Linked DNA regions of Gossypium hirsutum: region 2 is linked to region 1. Evidence: chromatin contacts called from public Hi-C data. All regions are on one chromosome and are shown on one strand. The core of a region is the stretch at or near the end of the contact, and the rest is flanking DNA. Distances in the headings are between cores, read along the strand shown. Region 1 holds the start of LOC107962134 (cation/H(+) antiporter 15). Region 2 holds the start of LOC107962124 (protein trichome birefringence-like 33).

The links. Hi-C and Micro-C count contacts between places; a contact is called where the count stands out from the background.
Region 2: a Hi-C map of leaf shows a contact between it and region 1, with 1.9 times the contacts expected there. The contact joins the promoter of LOC107962124 here to the promoter of LOC107962134 in region 1. A contact is called at or near these places in 2 of 34 Hi-C or Micro-C datasets (both in leaf).

What each region holds. Positions count from the first base shown.
Region 1 is chrA06:120,080,729-120,085,916 of Gossypium_hirsutum_v2.1, forward strand. LOC107962134 (cation/H(+) antiporter 15) reads left to right here and starts at 1,251. Exons shown (of 3, transcript XM_041116028.1): 1 at 1,251-1,773; 2 at 1,891-2,892; 3 at 2,978-4,406. The coding sequence starts at 1,540. The coding sequence ends at 4,213. It overlaps LOC107962135 (a long non-coding RNA gene), which reads left to right. Exons shown (of 2, transcript XR_001701522.2): 2 at 150-471.
Region 2 is chrA06:120,474,722-120,479,625 of Gossypium_hirsutum_v2.1, forward strand. It overlaps LOC107962124 (protein trichome birefringence-like 33), which reads right to left and starts at 3,397. Exons shown (of 6, transcript XM_016898368.2): 1 at 3,034-3,397; 2 at 2,723-2,939; 3 at 2,127-2,304; 4 at 1,841-2,040; 5 at 1,571-1,729; 6 at 1,045-1,484. The coding sequence starts at 3,208. The coding sequence ends at 1,145.

The DNA of each region.
Region 1 (5,188 bases), core at 1-2,500:
TTTTGTAAAAAACAGAAAAAGAAGCTACAATGAGAAGGTTGTGGCTTTTAAAGCCAAGTTACAAGACTTTTCTTTTCTATTTTTTTTTTGTCTTTTTGCTCTTGTTTCTTCTACTACTTGTGTGTGCCTTTTTTGCTTGCGAGTTGCAGGTGGTTGTCAGAGGCGTGCGATGCAGGTGATAGGCGAGCCGAGTGGCGGTGGTGGCGCGCATGAGGGGCTAAGCGGCGGCTGCAATGCTAGGGTTCCTTCACTTCTTTTTTTCTGCTGAAAATGTTTTGGGTTAATAAGGCTAGGGTTTAGGTTATTTGGGCCTGTTGGGCTTGTTGGGTTTTGATTGGGCTATTGGGTTTAATATGTAAGTAGACATTAATTTTGGGCTATTTAATTATTTGTTTAGGTTTATTGTTTTTTTTTGTTTTGTTGACTTGGGCCAAAATTGGCTATTACAATACACTTTGAAGCTTTCGCTAATTTCTCATAAATTCATTTTTTTTATCCTTATGCACTGACAATGTCCCATAGATGTAGGAAGTTTTTTAACTATGGAGACTTTGTTCTGGTGTCCATCTCGTTTTTCTTATTAGTAGTTACTTTATTAGTTGCAACTAAGCAAATAGTTGATAAGAAAAAATCAAGTAACTTTCAAGTTATTACATTAGAAATAAAAATACTTATAAAACTTTAGAATCATATAAATCCATCTAAGATTGCTCGACCTAAACCAATACAAATCTAAAATAATCTGAGCACAAAATATTTGAATTTAAGAGGGTTTGAGAATAATAAAATTTAAGCCTGAAAAAGACCAAGCTCAAAAAATTCCCATCCTAAATTAATTTAAACCCAAAATAATGTAAATTTAAAGAAAACTCAATTTGAACCCATTCAAACATGTTTGCCACCACTCCTTTTTCCCATTTTGAAATGAAGAACAAATTTTAATGTAACTTTAATGGCTACAATATCTTACAAATTCCTCTATTTTAGAGATCATATCAATTTTTTATTTTTATTTGCAATTCAATTTCAAATAATAAAAAATTGGACTATAAAAGCTTCTAAAATATGAAGTTTAATAAAAATTAAATAATATTTTTAAATAGTAAAATGTGAATTCTATTAAAATTTGGTCTTATACAAGAATTAAATTAATGTTTTTAATAGTAAAAAACGTAATTTGATAAAATTCCAATAATAAAATTAGCTGGTAATTACTTTTTCCAAATTTAATCACCATTGAGATATTTTTTAAAATAAAAAGGATAAATGAGAGGGAGAGAAGTGATTAAAAGGGCTATTTTTCATCCTTATGTTGAACTATGGTTGAATAATTAGAAGAGATGAGTGATAGATTATGTTGAGCGAAAACCATTTATTTTAGTGACCTAGCTTGAAGGACAACCTCCCAATCAAAATTGTGGAATTCCAAAAAAAGAGGCTCACCATCCACTCCTACTTTTTGTACCTTTAGATTCTTGCTGCTTAGTTCCCATTTCTTTCTTCCATCGGATTCCTTGATCGAGAAGCAGCAATTGAAGCATGGAAGGGGGATTAACTCATGATGCAATCAAGATTGGTAAAAACCTGACCATTCTTTGCATAAACAACTCATTTAAGAAAATCCCAGCAAAGAGTATATGGCTCAGTGGTAACCCTCTCGTCAGCCCCACCACTCTTCTCATGTTTCAGCTCTCTAGCATTTCAACGGTCTCACTTCTCATCAATGTTTGTTTCAAGCCTTTAGGACAATCATCCTTAGTCTCGCAGATTTTTGTATGTTATTTTTCTTTTCAATTCTAACATTAAGTTACTTAAATGTATCATATACTTATTTACTTACATTTATAATTAACATCAGGTTCTAAACACTTGTGTTAACCAAAAACCCAGGGTGGAATGATATTTGGCCCATCAATTCTTGGCCACAGCCAAGACGTAGCCGACACCGTTTTCCCGATCCATAGCCGAGCTATAATGGATGTGTTCTCAGGATTCGGCATTATGTTCTTCTTCTTCGAAGTTGGAGTAAAGATTGACCCGTACCTGATGGTGTGTCCGGGACGAATGGCTGCAGTTATAGGCGCTTCGGCTCTCATCATTACGACGGGTCTTTCAATTGGACTTGCTGTTTTCTTAAAGACGTCCGTCACCATGAGTACCTCCCTCCAGAACTCGTTGATACTTGTAGCATCATCTCAATCTTTAACAGCTTTCCCTGTAATTTCTACACTGCTAGACGAGCTCAAGATTATAAACACTGATGTCGGTCGAATTGCTCTCTCTTCCTCCATGTTTTCCTTTTTAATCGGTTTTTCGACGACTTCGATTCTTTTCTCCATCAAACAAGCCAATTCCCATCATATTTACAGTTTTCTACCACCCTTTCTTTCCGTAGTTGCATTTGTAGCCACCAACTTTTTAATTCTTCGTCCCAAGTTAAAGAAGATGTTTACTCAAGCAGTGGGTCCAAAATCTATTGATGAGAAGACCATAGCATCTATATTCATCCTAGTCATGGTGTCGGCATTCATTAGCGAGGTAATCGGGCAGCATTACATCTTCGGACCATTACTTTTAGGCCTGGCTGTGCCTGATGGACCGCCTTTAGGCGCAGCTATATCGTCCAAGCTAGCTTCTCTCGGGTTAGCCTTTTTCTATCCAGCCTACTGCGCTGTCACCGGCCTGCAAACAAATGTCTTCGACGTCGATTTAGAAACTTACTACATTATCGGGATCATCATCATCTTTACTTTCGTTGTCAAGCTTATAGCAGTGATATTACCAGCTCTCTGCTTCAATTTGCCCATCAAAGAAGCAGTTGTGCTTGCACTGATTCTAAACGCAAGAGGCATTGTTGAACTTACTTTCGTCAATCTTTGGAAGGACGGAAAGGTTCGTTATAGACCCTTAGTTTTCACTACTTAATGATTTTAACATCCTTTAAGTTAACCTAAAGCGTCCGTTTTTTCGATTGCAGCAAATCGGAAATCAATCATTTACACTGGTAACGGTCTCGGTATTGGTAGTGACCGCGATTATAACTCCGTTGGTACGAATGTTGTATGATCCGACGAAGCAATGTGTTTCAGAAAAGAGGAGTACCATCCATCATTCCAACAGTAATTTAGAGTTTCGTATCCTGGTTTGCATCCATAACCCTGAAAATATCCCAACAATAATGAACATCCTTGAAGTAACCCATGCCAGTGAAATGAACCCCGTTGCGGTCACAGCTATGGTCCTAATTGAACTTGTGGGAAGATCAACCCCGGTCCTCGTACGGACTGACAAGCATCGCGGAGAAACGCCATTGTTGGCAGACCAAGTACTCAATTCCCTGATCCAGTACGAGGCACGCAATGAAGGCTGCACCACTGTTCAATCATACACATCAATGTCACAATTTCAGACAATGCACGATGATATCTGTCGTATAGCAATCGACAAGCGTGCCAACGTATTGATCCTGCCTTTCCACAAGAAATGGGCTATAAGTGGGAAGATCGAGTCCACCAGTAGTCCCATACAAAACTTGAACATCAATGTCCTAAACAAGGCACCATGTTCGGTTGGAATCCTTATAGACAGGGGAATCCTAACTGGTTTCACGTCGGTCCGGACATCCCAGTTGAAATTCCACGTCGCCGTCCTCTTCCTAAGCGGGTCCGATGACTTGGAAGCGCTAGCTTACAGCTTCCGAATGGGGAAACATGAACGCGTTCATCTAACCATCATCCGTTTACTCGTTTCCGGAGACGAAAACGCGAAAGACTTTAAGTTCGACAACAATGTGATCCATGAATATCGACAAGCTAACAAGGAAAATGATCGTATTACGTATGAAGAAAGGGTATTAACAGATGGGTTATGCTTATCTTCGTATATGAGTTCAAACCTAGAACATTATAATTTGATTTTAGTAGGGAAAACCCACCAAGATTCACCACTGCTCCATGGACTTGGAGAGTGGAACGAGTGCCCGGAGCTTGGGGTGATGGGCGACATGCTTGCTTCGCCATATTTGAAGACCAAAGCGTCGGTGTTAGTGATTCAGCAACATAAGTTACGAGGGAAGCTGCTGGGCAAAAACATGAGATTTCTAAGGAGTAAAAGTAGTTCAATTTATCCAGAATTGCCAACCAAAATTATTTGTCAGGGAGCCAAGACTGATTCCTTTTATATTTCAGTCGATGGATCTCGTCATTCTTATTAGATACTTTTCACACACACACACACATCGAAAACGTTGCATTTATGTATTTATTTGTTGTTGTTTTTTAATTTGTTAGGGTTTAGTAATTTGAGCTAATAGCTGAGTCTGACAGCTTAGCATTTTAATATGCCATTCTTGGAATGTCCGATGTATGTACATAGCTTGTTTTGATGAACTGTGAATTAAAATTAAATTCTAGGACTTGTTGGTAATTCAACTACAGCACATGTGCCAACAACCTCCAGCTTCTACAAATTCCTCCACTTTTTATTTTATTTTATCGGTTTGCTAAGCTAATAAAAGAAAATAAGTCTCATGTATATTCTTATTTAATATTGCGGATAATAAGAACCAAGCTGGTTACATGATGGGTAATAGAAGAAGAGGAAAAAGAAACTAATAGTTGGACAATAGTGATGATTAATGGTTCACAAAACTTGAAAGATTTTAGAAAGAAATTCAGAAGGAAAAACGTATCGAAAATTGCCAATAAATCTATTTTAACGGAGATGTTATATATCCAAAAAAAAATAGCGAGGAGGTTGACTCCATTGCTCTTTAGAGAGACATCATCAAGGAGGTTGAAGAAGCTTGAGTTGTGGGTAAGCAGTTATATCTTAATGTAGTCGAGTAGAATAAAAGGTAATTGCAAAACTGGAAATTATTATATTGACAGGAAGGCCATAAAGATTTGAAGTAGCATTTTTCACAAGTGAGATGAAAATATATGAAGCTACTTAATAACAAGTTTCAAGATTAATCTTACGTTTTATTAAGATTATGTCCCAAGAAGATTTTTCAATATATTTGACTTGTGTGTCGGTGTGCGTTTGACTTGTGTAACAGTCAATATATGAAGCATTTTTCATTCTTGTTGAGGAGAGTTTCCTTTAGACACAGGTGTTTTACAATTTGTTTGATCTTCTTGTTCCAATAAAAATATTACTCAACTTTTGATTAGTTTTACTCTATTAA
Region 2 (4,904 bases), core at 2,147-4,646, 400 kb after region 1:
CGCATAAAATAATTAATGCTGAATGCACTTCTATAATGAAAGAGACCAGATAAAACATAAAGTCTAAATACAAAAAAAAAAGCTAATTACAAAAAAAAAGTAAGAGGATTGTCAAAAAAATTTTAACTTTTAAAAAAATTCATTAAAAGAGAAAGAAAGAATCATAGGGAGAGAGAGTGTGTAAAAGAGAAAGAAAGTATCATAGGGAGAGAGAGTGTGTGAAACAAATTAAAAACATAATTTAATTAAAAAAAATTATCTCGTACATTCACAAGCGAGTTAAAGGTGTTAGATGTGTCCGGTAGGATATATTAAAAATTAAAAAGAAAAAAAACTCATCACAATCTAGGCTTTATTGTCGAAAACTGGGTTCAAATGTGTTTCTGATTAGTTCTTGAATTTTTTGTCACTAGAATTTTTAGGTGAAGAACAAAAAAAAGATAAATATGTTTACAAAGGAAATAATATTTAATCTTTTTTTTGGATATTTTAGTTTAAAATTATCTCGTGCTACAAAATGATTGGTTAAGGGAATTTTTTTAACAACAGAGATAAAATAGGTAAGTGGTATAGTTTAAGTGCCTCTTATGACAATAAAAAAGTTTAAATATCAATTTAAAAAAATAAGTATAGTTTAGTTATCATTTTGTGATTTAAGTATATATATTTTTTATATAAAAAATATAAAATAAAAAAAAACACTTAAAACAAGTAAATTAATGATTATTCAATTGAGTTAATATCCATTTAACTCATCACAGAAGTGATTATCTGTCAAGGGAAATTCTTATCTCTTAAGCCTAACACAACGACAGCTTTAGTTTCTTACATAGGTCTATAAGTGTATGCCAAAGGTTGGACCACTTTTTTTTTTTTAATCCACTTTAAAACCCCTCCCAAAATGAAATATTTCAGTATTAGGCCCAAAAACATAATTAAGCAGTGCTTGTCAGTCTTACTAAATTATTCGTGTAAATAGGGTCTAATTATCTAAGAATTTGATAAACAAGTGGTAGTTTCGTAATAAAAAATTAAAACTCTATGTGAATCAACTGAATTAAATTTCGAATTCCCCGAAACAAAATTTTAATATAAATTCATTTGACAAAACAAACCTCAAAAGCTATAATAGAAAAATATACATTCAAGGATAAAATAATTTGGCAAAGAGAAGCTCATTCCAAGTATCTTGAAGGCCAGGCAAACACCAATGAATACAATCCGCATAGCTACTCGGGTTAGCTAACTGCTTAGGTGTCAATGGATTCCATTGCTTTTTATAAATCGATGTGTGTGCATCTTTGCGATAATTTGAGAGTTGAGTGATGTTAAGGAATGTAATGGGGTACTTTGATTTACTAAACGCTTCCCCAATCACTTTCATTACACTCTTTCTACTATCTGAACCCCAATAATTCGGATCTTCAATCATTGTTGTTTGATTATAACAGTTTTCACCTGGTTCACCTCCCCAATCTATACCCCTATCAAAAGAACAAATGAACGATCCAACACAAATTAATTTAACAGAAAAAATTCGATAATTCGAAACTTTAAATTATATAATTACTTTGCATGAGTAGGGGACATGCTAGTGAAAAAAACCCTAGTCTTCTTGCGATCCATATTTTTTCTCGCCCATCTCAACATGCTTCTCATTCCCATTCCATAGGCTTCCTCAGTTGAAACCTTTATTATTTCTTTATTCTCGTCCTCAAACGATCCTTTCCTGCTCAAAAATATATAATAAATATTTTTATTCGAAACATTTCTGATATTATATTTTTAATTTTTTTTAAAATATATTAAAAAATTAAATACATCCATATCCGACACCTACAAGACTTTCATGTCCAGTCCAGTCATCCACCACAAATAGGTATTGAAAACCAAGATATCAACCCCTTTCCAATTCTTGCCATGCTTATTGATCGAACCTTTCCTCACTATTCTATCCGATATCCTATGAACAATCGCATTATCTGAGTTCGATTCAAGGAGAAATGGAGCCCAGTAGAACTCAATGCTCGTATTATAATCCTTAAAAACGAAAAAATAATATTTGAACATCAATGGAGATTTTAACTTAAAAAAATATTGATCATAAATTAAATTAAATTACGTACCCTGGCTTTGAAAACTGTGAGGGAACCATTTTTATGAGTTTTCATGGATTTTTGGTCATCAGGGATGAGTTTATGAAGAAGACATATCATTGATACAAATTGACCACGGTTCAATGAGTCACCAACAAACATCATTTTCTTCCCTCTCAGTGTTTCCAACATCAATGTCGCATTGAAGCTGTTCATTCTATAATAATTATTCTCAGGCTATGTATCGGAAGTAAAAGTATCATTGAAGTTTTTATATTAAAAGTTAAATTGTATTTTGTCTATTATATTTAAAAAATAAATAAATTAATTTCTATATGTTAAATCAAAAAAGTAAATGGGTTATTTGTATTTAAAATTTCATTCATTTCTACTATAAAAATAAACGTAGTTGACGAGCGCCACGTGTATATCATCCTACCATACAGGGTCAATTTTTAATAGAATGATTCATTTGCTATTTAATTTAACATATAAGAATTAATTTAATCAATTTTTTGAATGAAAAATGCAATATTAAATTTACCTGTTAGTAGAAGGGTCTTTATATTACTTTCACAGTATAGTATATAAAATAAAACATTAAAATATGAATAATTTGTTTTTACCTAGGAAGATCGCATCCATGAGGTTGCCATCGCCATTTCTGATAGTCTTTATCAGGTCTTCCATGTTCTTGACATGTCAACTGGGGTTGAATGTACGGACACTCCGATTCTTCATAGAGAGGCCGAGTTAACTCGTCCCTCACCCACCTCCCACTGAATATATCACATCCTTCTTCGCCCTTCCCTATAGCGAATGCCAACTTCCCTCTTCTTTTCACTAACCCCAACAACCCCAATTCCCAAGTTAAATCCAAACAACATAAAAATAAAAAACAAAGCTTGACTCGTTTGACTGAGTTGAGTTAACTCACCAGGTTTAGACATGGCTCGGCCTGGAATTGGTTCAAGTTGTCCAAGAATGCACATGAAATCTTCTCCATAAAGAATAGAAACGAAAACAATGAAAGCTAACAACGTAAAGAGGTAGGGAGAGAGTCGAGCTTTTCTAAGAACAGCAGAGGAAGAAGACGACAATGGTGGTTTCATATCTTTGTTTCTTTAAAATTAAACCCAAAAATCTGTATTTTTTTTTACCTTAAATTTGTGTGTGAATTCTAATTATTTACAAGGGTTTAGGAATGTTGAGATTGGATTCATGAATTAATATATAGAGAGAACTATGCAAAGGTTTACTTCCACTACTGTTTCAGCAATTTAATAGGTTCATGTGTTCTCATTCTGAAATTTTAATTTTATCATTCAAATTCGTATATTTATAATTCTAATAATTTTATTTAAATAGAAATTCGATATAAACCCGAGAAAAAAATAATTATTATAATTATTATTCAATATTATTAGCATTTATATATATAATTTCTTTATTATTTTTGGTTACATAAAGTACCGTTGTGTTGTTGAATAATGATGCATAATTTGCAGCTAGAAAATGATTGTTTAGCCCCTACATTAATCAAACTATATGATTTGTCTTAATAAGTTCATCATAGATATTGAGGGGGAAATAGGTTTTCTTAATTTTTATTTTTATTTTCATTTTCATTAATTACATGTTTTGTAGATCTACTCAAGTGATTTATTTTTTTTCTCTTAAAGAAAATAAAAAAGAGTGGTAGTGGGCAGTAAATGGTGTAATGGAGAAGCTATAATTTTCCATTGGCTTTTAAGCTAAGGATTGTCCCTAAAATGTAAAAGATGCCATATCATTATCCTACTTTAGTGACATGGATATGCAATTTCTATCTTCATAATTATATTTAAAATTTTAGATAAATAATTAATTCTTGAAATATTTAAACATATATATATATATATGTCATGTCATTTTTAATGTTATTTATTTAACTTAACCTTTGCTATTGTATTTAATATTAAAAGAAAAAAAAATAAAGGTGATGGTGATGGTGATTTAATAAACTAAGGTTGCTTTGTTTTAAGAAATTTAGCATTTAGGTGAGGATTTGGTGACATTTTACATTATTTTTATATGCTTTTATTATAATGTCTACTCTTTAACAATAAAATAAAGCAGCAGTTAGCTGTTTTGTTGTACACCTTGGATGATGCAATGCATCACCTAAATCATTTCCATATATTTTTGTTTCTATTAAATTGTCTACTGAATTTTAGTTTGACTGATATTATTATTAAATACAAAAAAAATATGGACTCGAGCATGTTGAAACACATTTTTCCTTTTATTCAGTTATGTATAGTTTTATACATGGTATAAAAAAATAATTAATAAATTGAGATTAAAAATATGATGTGATAGAATTAAAATACAAGACACCATCCAATGTGCAAGTTAATCACTTTAAAATATAATTAATAAATTAAATAATAAATTATGCAATAAAATATATTCCTCTGTATATAAATGATAAATTTTATAAATAATTCTTGAAAAGTATTAAATTATGTCAAAAATTAAATATAGAGATAAAATCTTGAATTTAAGCGTAATATAGGGACTAAAACTAAATTTGATTATCGTTATATAATCTAAAAAGAGAAATGAAAGGATCAAAACTGAAATTAAACAAATTTGAGTGTAGTATAGAGATTGAAATAGAAATTTAACCATTATTACATAAAGTAAGAAAAGTAAAAGGATCATAATTGCAAGTGAACCATTATACCATAAATCATATTAAAAAAAAAACAAGTTGGATGATTTTATGCATGCTACACCTCACCTGTCTATAAAATTATCACTATA